Regions from separate parts of the Bos taurus genome. Here region 1 is linked to region 2. A link is a contact called in public Hi-C data. All regions are on one chromosome and are shown on one strand. Each heading gives the region's core, a stretch centred on a gene start, on an enhancer-like site or on the middle of the called end of the contact. The rest is flanking DNA. Distances are from core to core; before and after follow the strand shown. Region 1 overlaps LOC132345541 (a long non-coding RNA gene). Region 2 has its middle 39 kb from the start of HSD17B13.

Region 1 (5,281 bases), core at 2,011-4,510, 190 kb after region 2:
ACCCAAAGAAGCCCTAAAAAAAAATTATTGGGATAGCTTCAGCCCATTAAGTAGATTTGTAGTTTATAGTAGCTTAAAAATGAATACTTACCCCAAGTTGGTTCAAGATAGAAATGATTAACTGTGAAAGAAAAAAATATCAAGGATCAGTGAAAACAATGGGTTTAGCTTTAGCTTATTTTTAACTTAGTATGTATATAAGCTAAACTATTTTCTATATGAAAATCTTTGTTTTTGCTGAGAAATTAATTCCATTTTGCTACTTATGTTTTATTTAGGTGATGTAAGATTTTAAAATGAATATGCAAGATTTAGATTTGAACTCCCTTAATTCATAGAACTGTTTTTTTGTAACTGCTTTGTAATGGTATTTACTATATCTGAAATACAGAAAATTGATGTGAATGGTTGAGAAACTGGCTGTATACACTTATATACAAGTGCCATCTTTCTTAAATTGTGTGTGAATTCCCTGTGAGAACGATACTTGGACCAGAATTTTAGGACAGCTACGATTTTGCTTCTAGGGTTTGCTTACACAGGCAGTTCCACTTGTTAGTATTGCTTCGTAGCTTTCATGGGGCCCTGTTCTAAGAGACCGGCAGCTTGCTTGAGGAATCGACCCCTGTGTCAAAAAGGCAAATGCCTCTGTTTATAGTGCTGTCCATCCCAACATATGTGCAAGAATGTGTAAGCTAAACACTGGTCTGCTTATTCTTAGGCAAGAACAATACCCTTAAATAAAATTCAGAAAAATAAAGTATAGTATTATGAAATCAGATTTGGTAACTTTCGAATAAGTCGTATGTGTGAGGAGTCAGTATTTTCACTGGAAGAGACTTTGGCGGTAAATCAATACATCTACCCAAGGTCACACAGCTAATTTAAAGATGAGCTTAGAATCTGGACTTACCCACCACAGGCCAGTGCTGTTTTAGCCATGTTTTGATGTGAAGATGAACTTGCCGATTTTGGAATCATCAATAATTAATTGTTGACAGTAGTTTCCCCAGACATTTTCAGAATATGTATTCATATATATATATGTATATATATAAATTCTAACATGATTAGGAGTATGCTAGAACTTCTATGATTTACATTTGGAAATGGACTATCATAATGCTTAGAGTGGATTGTAGAAAGAGCACTAATTAAAACTTGGCTTGTGCTCTTATTTAGTTTGACCTTAAAGTTTTTGGAACACTTAAATATTCCTCAGGATGATTGCCTTTAAATAATCTGTATAGACGAATCCTGAAAAGTTTTACCGCAGGCAAACAATAATTTAGGCCTGACTTTCTGCCATTTTTATGAAATACTGCAGGTCTCTAATTCTAAGATGCCATCAGCTATAAAGTATACCATTTAGTTAATGATGCATCTTAAAGAAAAAGATATCCCAGGTTAAATACATCCGCTGTGAGAGGTATCTAGATTTCAGAAAATGTTTGTGTGCAAAGTATGTGGGAAATGAAATTTTTTAGTTTTCTCTTTTTTAACTCCCAAGTGTTTTACCTGTGTTTTCATAAACTGAAACTCAAAAAAACTATATCAATATAGGGCCTCATTAAAAAGTTGAACTTTGTGCAGTTCAGTAAAAAATTATCTATTGGGATTTAAGTTTGATTATAATATGCATTTATGCAAATGCTTCATTAGTGAAGAAATAGTCAAGTCTATTTCATCTCTCCTAAAGTAGTTTCTTCTATAACTCTTAAATCTTTTGACTCTTCACCTTCATCCTCATCGATGATAGAACAGGTTGTTTTGTCAGTTTATAGTTTGGAGAAGATGAATAAGTGAATGTAGAGCTGCTTGCATGCATTGAGATAGTTTTCTGGCTTTGAACTTAACAACTGTGCTTTATTTCATTTCCAAATGAACTGGATTAATAAAGACAGTAATTTGTATGATGAACTGGCTCATCTTAAGTGTAATGTGTTGTTGTAGGTGTTGAATGTAGTGTCTTTATAAACTTTATAGATTAACAGGGCAGTATTTACCGCTATGAGATCATTAAGTGTCAGGACCTAGAATAAAGAGGACACAATCAAATAATCAAGAAGTTATAATTCAGCATTTTATCTTTTGTATGTTATATATTTTATAATAACTTGATTAATGAAAACAGCTTTTTGGAATTCTTAGCTTATATAAAAGGACATTAGTAAGATTGAGATTCACTGATATTTTAAGGCTTCCACTCCCCCTCCCACACCATGGTACCCACCCAGCCTTCACACCTGCTATCTCTGGAAACATATAGTCCAAATTTTTTATTCTGTTGTTGTTGTTGACTGCAAATGTAGCTGGGATTTCTTGGAAAGATGATGAAACTTACGCTTACGATGTTGGAAAAAAGACTATATTTGGGAATCTTTTTTTTTTGTTTTTTTTGGGCAAGACTCACAGCTTGCAGAATCTTAGCTCCTTGACCAGGAATGGAACCTTGGCCCATCAGTGAAAGTGCCAAGTCCTAACCACCGGAGACCAGGAAATTCCCAATAACTTCACAACTTTAATAATATAATTTCCTATAATTATAATAGAAGTATTGTTAAAAATTTGGAATTAATATGCTGTGTTATACACTGTTTTTTGGTTTGTGACTTTGTCATTCTGTGTAATTTTTCCTCATCCAGTAAAGTCTTGTCAAAAGTAAAATTTACATAATCCTTTTATACCATAACCATAACCTTAAATCTAGTTCAAAGGCTTCACTAATGGTTCCCACTAATGGTCCCCAAAGGATAATGAGAACCATTATTTTTGGTATCAACTTCCTTTCCAAATGAATCTCAAGAGTTTTCAAGGTTTTTGTACCCATTTAAATACTTTCTTGAAGGAAAACTTTAAGTATAATTACCTGATTTGGATTATTAGGAAATGGGAGAGGAAGAGGAATTGGAATCTACAAAAAAAAAAAAAAAAGGGGGGGGCGGGGGAGGGGAAGTGAGTTGTGAATAAAACAAAGTGGAACATTTTGTTTTAGCTTTTTTTCCTCATGTGTTCATTGATTACTCGTCAGTCCATCCACCCACCCAAGTATTTATTGAGCAATTATATGCTCTCATAGAGCCCACCTTCTAGTTGGTGGAAATTAGACTCTAGATTGAACTTCAAGTCATATTTTTCTTGTAAAAAGTATGTTTATTTTGCTTAAGTAGTCAAACCTAAAGCCCAGAAACCTGCCTTATGCGTTGATAGTTTTGGTAGGCCATCTTTGCCTGATTTTTAATACTGTTCTGCCATCTGGTGGAAGGAAGAGCATCTGTTTCAAATACTAGTAATTCTTTTTATCGCCACATGTGTGTGCTAAGTCTCTTTTGTGGTGTCCAGCTCTTTACGATCCTATATACTGTAGCCCACCAGGCTCCCTCTATGCATGGAATTCTCTGGGCAAGAATTACACATAGATTTACATAATTTTAGGCATATGATTTTAGTAGCAATTAATAAATTCAAATTATAAACCAAGACTCCAAGGTTTTGCATCAATTTAAAACAAATCTTACTGGATTTCAGCCAAAAAAAAGAGAAAAGAACCAGTGTACCTGACTGGAAACAAATAGCAGTTAGTTATAAACGCAAAAACTTAGAAATTTAGTGTCTTAAGAGTCCATTGCATGCAGGCTAAGTCCTTATGCTTCAGTTGTGTCTGACACTTTACGACCCTATGGACTGTAGCCTGCCAGGCTCCTTTGTCCATGGAATTCTCCAGCCAAGAATATGGCAGTGGGTTGCCATCCTCCAGGGGATCTTCCTGACCCAGGGATTGAACCTGTGTCTCTTAGGTCTCCTGCATTGGCAGGCAGGTTCTTTACCATGAGTGCCACTTGGGAAGCCTCAGAGTCCGTTATGTCATGGGAAAACATTAAAGGGAAAGAATGTTCCACTGAGGACAGTCACTTTAGTAACAGCTTACAAAAGCCTACTTAAAGCAGAGAAACAGTTTGAAATTAAATATAAGCAAAGGGAAGTTATTTTGTTACATTTAAATATGAAAAAAATTATGCAAAGTTGTGTTTCTACTTTAAAAGTATTTAGACAATAGACAAGCAGTTAAACAAGATGCTATTTTAAAATGTGTATAAACTTTTCCAAACAACATTGCCTAGCTATTGTTTATGTTATGTGTCCCAGCCTGTGTTGTAGCTTCATTGCGCTGGTTGTTCCCTGAGCTGCCACGTCCTCAGCACTGACTGTTCCTGTACCTGGAGTGCCTCACTCCTCATAACCTGGCTTGGCTGTCTCTCCTCTGTGAATGAACTCTGACGCACAGCCTAAGTCAGTTGGATTTGGATTTCCGTCTAGAAGCACTTAGCAAATTATTGGGTTGGCCAAAAACTTCATTGGAGTTTTTCCATTAAGATGTTACAGAAAAACCTGAGCAAAATTTTTTGGCCAGCCCAGTGCATTTTTTTTTTTTTTTCATTTATGAATCTCTTTTCTTTATCAGATTGCAAGCTTACTCATATTTTTTGTTTTTCTAGCGATCACTATAGACCACTTTATCTGGCAGACAGTAAATATTAGCCAAATGAATCCTGTCTGTCCCAATAAAGGTGTTTCTGTTATGTAGTTAGTGTTGTTCTGGCCTTTATTAAACAAGATGTTGTAAGAATTCAGATATTAGAGACTGAAGAGGGTACAAGAAGAGCAAAATAATTGTATTGTTTGACCTGTGAGAAAACGTTAGGGGTGGGGGGAAAAACTTCTTAGAGAAGGCAACAAGGTGATTTAAAAGGAGAAAAAGAACAGGTAATATAGACAAAGGTTAGCATTCCCTTCCTGAAAGTATGGAGAAGGCAATGGCACCCCACTCCAGTACTCTTGCCTGGAAAATCCCATGGACGGAGGAGCCTGGTAGGCTGCAGTCCATGGGGTCCCTAAGGGTTGGACATGACTGAGCGACTTCACTTTCACTTTTCACTTTCATGCATTGGAGAAGGAAATGGCAACCCACTCCAGTGTTCTTGCCTGGAGAATTCCAGGGACGAGGGAGCCTGGTGGTCTGCTGTCTATGGGGTCGCACAGAGTTGGACACGACTGAAGCGTAACTAAGCTCATCATAGTCGAGGTAATTCAGTATAACCACCTCTTTGATCACAAGTGTAGGGAGAAATTGGAAGAAGTCACTGAAGCCCTGGAGGGGTACTTGCTCCCCTGGTCGCACTCTGCAAGCTGTGCAGGGAGGGAAGTCTGAATAGCTGCTGCCTGATGGTTTCTTAATGCCTTTTATGTCTGTGTCCAAATCTGCAAAGTGTTATAACTGTCA
Region 2 (4,693 bases), core at 973-3,472:
ATTTAAGTAAATTGCCCACCTTCACACACCAGTAAATGTCAGAGGCAAATTAGACCCCAAGTCTTACAGAATCTAAAATTGGGTTCATCCCACTACTACCAAACTGTGCTTACCTATTTATACAAACTATTTTTCATCTTATTCTCTACCACCTAGAATTTTTCTGAGTTGCTTTCTATACACATTTTAAAAAATAACTTTCCATAGTCATCAAGACAGTATGGTACTGGCACAAAGACAGAAATATGGATAAATGGAACAAAATAGAAAGCCCAGAGATAAATCCATGCACCTATAGACACCTGATTTTTGACAAAGGAGGCAAGAATATACAATGAAGAAAAGACAATCTATTTAACAAATGGTGCTGGGAAAACTGATCAACCACTTGTAAAAGAATGAATCTAGAACACTTTCTAACACCATACACAAAAATAAACTCAAAATGGATTAAAGATCTAAAGTAAGACCAGAAACTATTAAATTCCTAGAGGAAAACATAGGCAAAACACTCTCCAACATAAACCACAGCAGGATCCTCTATGACCCACCTCCTAGAATATTGGATATAAAAGCAAAAATAAACAAATGGGACCTAATTAAAATTAAAAGCTTCTGCACAACAAAGGAAACTATAAGCAAGGTGAAAAGACAGCCTTAAGAATGGGAGAAAATAATAGCAAACAAAGCAACGGACAAAGAATTAATCTCAAAAATATACAAGCAACTCCTGCAGCTCAACTCCAGAAAAATAAAAGACCCAATCAAAAAGTGGGCCAAAGAACTAAACAGACATTTCTCCAAAGAAGACATACAGATGGCTAACAAACACATGAAAAGATGCTCAACATCACTCATTATCAGAGAAATGCAAATCAAAACCACAATGAGGTATCATTTCATGCCAGTCAGAATGGCTGTGATCCAGAAGTCTACAAACAATAAATGCTGGAGAGGATGTGGAGAAAAGGGAACCCTCTTACACTGTTGGTGGGAATGCAAACTAGTTCAGCCACTATGGAGAACAGTGTGGAGATTCCTTAAGAAACTGGAAATAGAACTGCGATATGACCCAGCAATCCCACTGCTGGGCATTCACACTGAGGAAACCAGAAGGGAAAGAGACACATGTACCCCAGTGTTCATCGCAGCACTGTTTATAATAGCCAGGACATGGAAGAAACCTAGATGTCCATCAGCAGACGAATGGATAAGAAAGCTGTGGTACATATACACAATGGAGTATTACTCAGCCATTAAAAAGAATACATTTGAATCAGTTCTAATGAGGTGGATGAAACTGGAGCCTATTATACAGAGTGAAGTAAGCCAGATAGAAAAACACCAATACAATATACTAACGCATATATATGGAATTTAGAAAGATGGTAACGATAACCCTGTATGCTAGACAGCAAAACAGACACAGATGTATAGAACAGTCTTTCGGACTCTGTGGGAGAGGGCGAGGGTGGGATAATATGGGAGAATGGCATTGAAACATGTAAATTATCATATGTGAAACCAATCACCAGTCCAGGTTCGATGCATGATACAGGGTGCTCAGGGCTGGTGCACTGGGATGACCCAGAGGGATGGTATGGGGAGGGAGGTGGGAAGGAGGTTCAGGATGGGGAACACATCTACACCCATGGTGGATTCAAGTCAATGTATGGCAAAACCAATACAATATTGTAAAGTAAAATAAATAAATAAATAAAATTTAAAAATAAATAAAATAACTTTCCATTTCTGCAACCTAGGTATTACATATGGTCTGATGATTAAGAATGTGATGTTTATGTGATGACCAAGCAAGGTAGAGATTGCAAAGAATCAAGTCTTCTCTGAGTTTCCAATGAGCTCATGGCTGGCTTGTTGAACCCTACATTCTCAGTTCCTTAGACAGCTTGTTGAGACTGTATGATGAAGTTATGGCTGAGCTGGGGACTTTCCTGGTGCCTTCAGATGGTAAAGAATCTGCCTGCAATGTGGGAGACCAGGGCTCGATACCTGGGTCAGGAAGGTCCCCTGGAGAAGGGAATGGCAACCCACTCCAGTATTCTCGCCTGGAGAATTCCACGGACAGAGGAGCCTGGAGGGCTATAGTCCATGGGATCGCAAAATGCTGGACATGACTGAACTACTTTCACTTCTCTTCATAGGAATGGCAATGGTGTGTGTGACTTCCAAGTCATACTCAGAAGAAAACTGCTTTCCCTTCACTTCCTCTTTCCCACTTCCCTTGTGCTGGAACCACGATGTCCTGGAAGACAGGGGACAGACACACCATAGGAGCAGATGGAGAAGTATTTGTAGAAAGAGTTCCGGGTCCCTAAATGACACTGTAGAGCAAGGCTGGCTTCTTCTTCTGGGCCTCCCAATAGTTTAGGCTTTTTAAAATTAGTACTTTAAAAAATATTTTTATTTATTTGGTGGCACCAAGTCTTAATTGTGGTATGTGGGATCTAGTTCCCTGACCAGTGATTGAACCCAGAACCGCTGCATTGGGAGCTTGGAGTTTCAGCTACTGGATCACCAGGGAAGTTCCTAGCTTAGAGTTTTTAAATGAGAGAGAAATAAACCAGGTCTTTTGTGTAAGCTAGTATTAAAAGCAGGTGAACCACTTTCTTAGCAAAATATATCATATATATTGTATTAATCTCAATACACCACAGCTTCCCAGGAGGCAGTATGGTATAGTAGTTAAAAACAAATGGATGTATTCTAGGGACTTCCTGGTGGTCTAGTGGTTAAGACTCCCAGATTCCACTGCAGGGGGCCACAGGTTTGATCCCTGGTTAGGGAACTAGATCCCACACATCCCAACTAAGTCCCAGTACAGCCAAATAAATAAATAAATAAATATGAGTTCTATTGGACAATGGCTCCAGTCCTTGGTGGGTCACGCAGTAGCTGTACATGCCGGAAGCCACCACGGGAGATCCCACCCATGACAAAGGTCGTGCGGAGAAGACCTGACAGGCAAAGGTGGATCAGGACTCAAGGGATTCCCTGGACCTGCTTGAGCATCTACCCTGAAACCAAAATCTGTCTGTCTACTGTCTACTATATTATGCCTTTCAACCACTCTTCTGATATTAGGAGGGGGCTATCCCCGACCACCTTTCTCTGGAGAAAATCAACTTAGGGCTCTAAGTTGATAAGTCCCCTGGGCATGAGAGGAATATTTCTATTCTAACCCCTCTGTTGGCATTCTAGCTTGCTTGACAGGTTTTTCCTTACTCTTAAAACTAACGCACATGATTGTTCACAACTTCCCAACCATGAAAGGCACGGGAAGCCTAAGCATTCTAAAAGTCCTAATGGGCATAGAGCCCTTTAAGGGGTTAAAAATTATTAGACTAGTACTGGTAAAGGGCTTCGTGATTGGGCCAATGCTTGCTGCCAAGTTCCCATATCCCTTATCCAATGTGCACTTGGGAGTGCATTACTTAATGCAGTTGGAATGCAAGAAAAACAAGTAGTAGCCTTGGTATTAACCACATCAGACCTTTGAGCTAGTAAGTTCTTTCTTTGTTGTGACCCACTGCACCTTTGCTCCATGAGAATGTAACTCTGTTTAGTACTTTCTGAGGCTGACACAGATTAGAAATATAAAGAAAAAACACTTCAAGGGAGAACAAGTTTTCTGGTTGACCAACCTTTATCAAAAAAGGGTCATAAAATGTCAACAGGCCTCCAGGCCAGAAGATAATGTACATAGCATAAGACCCTTGTTTATGGAAAGGTATACAGAAAAAAATCCTGGTTTCGACAAGGGCAAAACTGCTGGAGTGTTTGGGCTGACTCTGCATGACCTTGCACCTTTCATTTCCCTCTGTGTACAAGTCAGGGTATAAAGGCTCCTTTTGAAAATAAAGTTACGGGCCTCGCTCACCGAAGCTTGGCCTCCCCGTGTCATTCATTCGCCGACACCATTCATCTTGAGATTATCCCTGGGCTCTGCTGAGGCTGGTCCCCAGCATGTACATTCTAACCTCATTTAGTAATTTCTCTGTACATCAGGTCATTGATCTTAGAATAAGGATGACAAAGGGCTTCCTAGCTAGCACTAGTGGTAATGAACCCACCTGCCAATGCAGGAGACATAGGACACACAGGTTTGATTCCTGTGTTGGGAAGCTTCACTGAAGGAGGACATGCAACACATTCCAGTGTTCTTGCCTGGAGAATCCCATGGACAGAAGAGCCTGGTGCGTTCATAGGGTCGCAAAGAGTCAGACACAACTGAAGTGACTTAGCATGCACACAAAAACAACAAAATCATCTATGTTATAAAGATTTTATGATAGTTAAATAATTTAACATGTGAAGAGCATTTATAACACAGGCTAGGAGACGGTAGTTCAGTTCAGTTCAGTTCAATCGTTCAGTCATGTCCGACTTTTTGCGACCCCATGAATCACAGCATGCCAGGCCTCCCTGTCCATCACCAACTCCCGGAGTTCACTCAGACTCACGTCCATCGAGTCAGTGATGCCATCCAGCCATCTCATCCTCTGTCGTCCCCTTCTCCTCCTGCCCCCAATCCTTCCCAGCATCAGAGTCTTTTCCAATGACTCAACTCTTCACATGAGGTGGCCAAAGTACTGGAATTTCAGCTTTAGCATCATTCCTTCCAAAGAAATCCCAGGGCTGATCTCCTTCAGAATGCACTGGTTGGATCTCC

Evidence for each region. A called contact is a pair of places that touch in the nucleus more often than the background predicts.
Region 1: a Hi-C map of liver shows a contact between it and region 2, with 2.2 times the contacts expected there. The contact joins two enhancer-like sites. A contact is called at or near these places in 2 of 11 Hi-C or Micro-C datasets (liver and skeletal muscle).

The regions. Positions count from the first base shown.
Region 1 is chr6:102,359,836-102,365,116 of ARS-UCD2.0, forward strand. LOC132345541 (a long non-coding RNA gene) reads right to left here. Exons shown (of 2, transcript XR_009494942.1): 1 at 92-5,281. Among named protein-coding and RNA genes, the nearest start is that of NUDT9, 42 kb to the left of the region's middle. Within about 2 kb of position 3,261, at least 4 of the 102 cell types and tissues checked have an H3K27ac peak or open chromatin away from gene starts, as enhancers often do. A contact at or near this core is called in liver, where this site is marked.
Region 2 is chr6:102,171,034-102,175,726 of ARS-UCD2.0, forward strand. No RefSeq gene overlaps it. Among named protein-coding and RNA genes, the nearest start is that of HSD17B13, 39 kb to the right of the region's middle. Within about 2 kb of position 2,223, at least 6 of the 102 cell types and tissues checked have an H3K27ac peak or open chromatin away from gene starts, as enhancers often do. A contact at or near this core is called in liver, where this site is marked.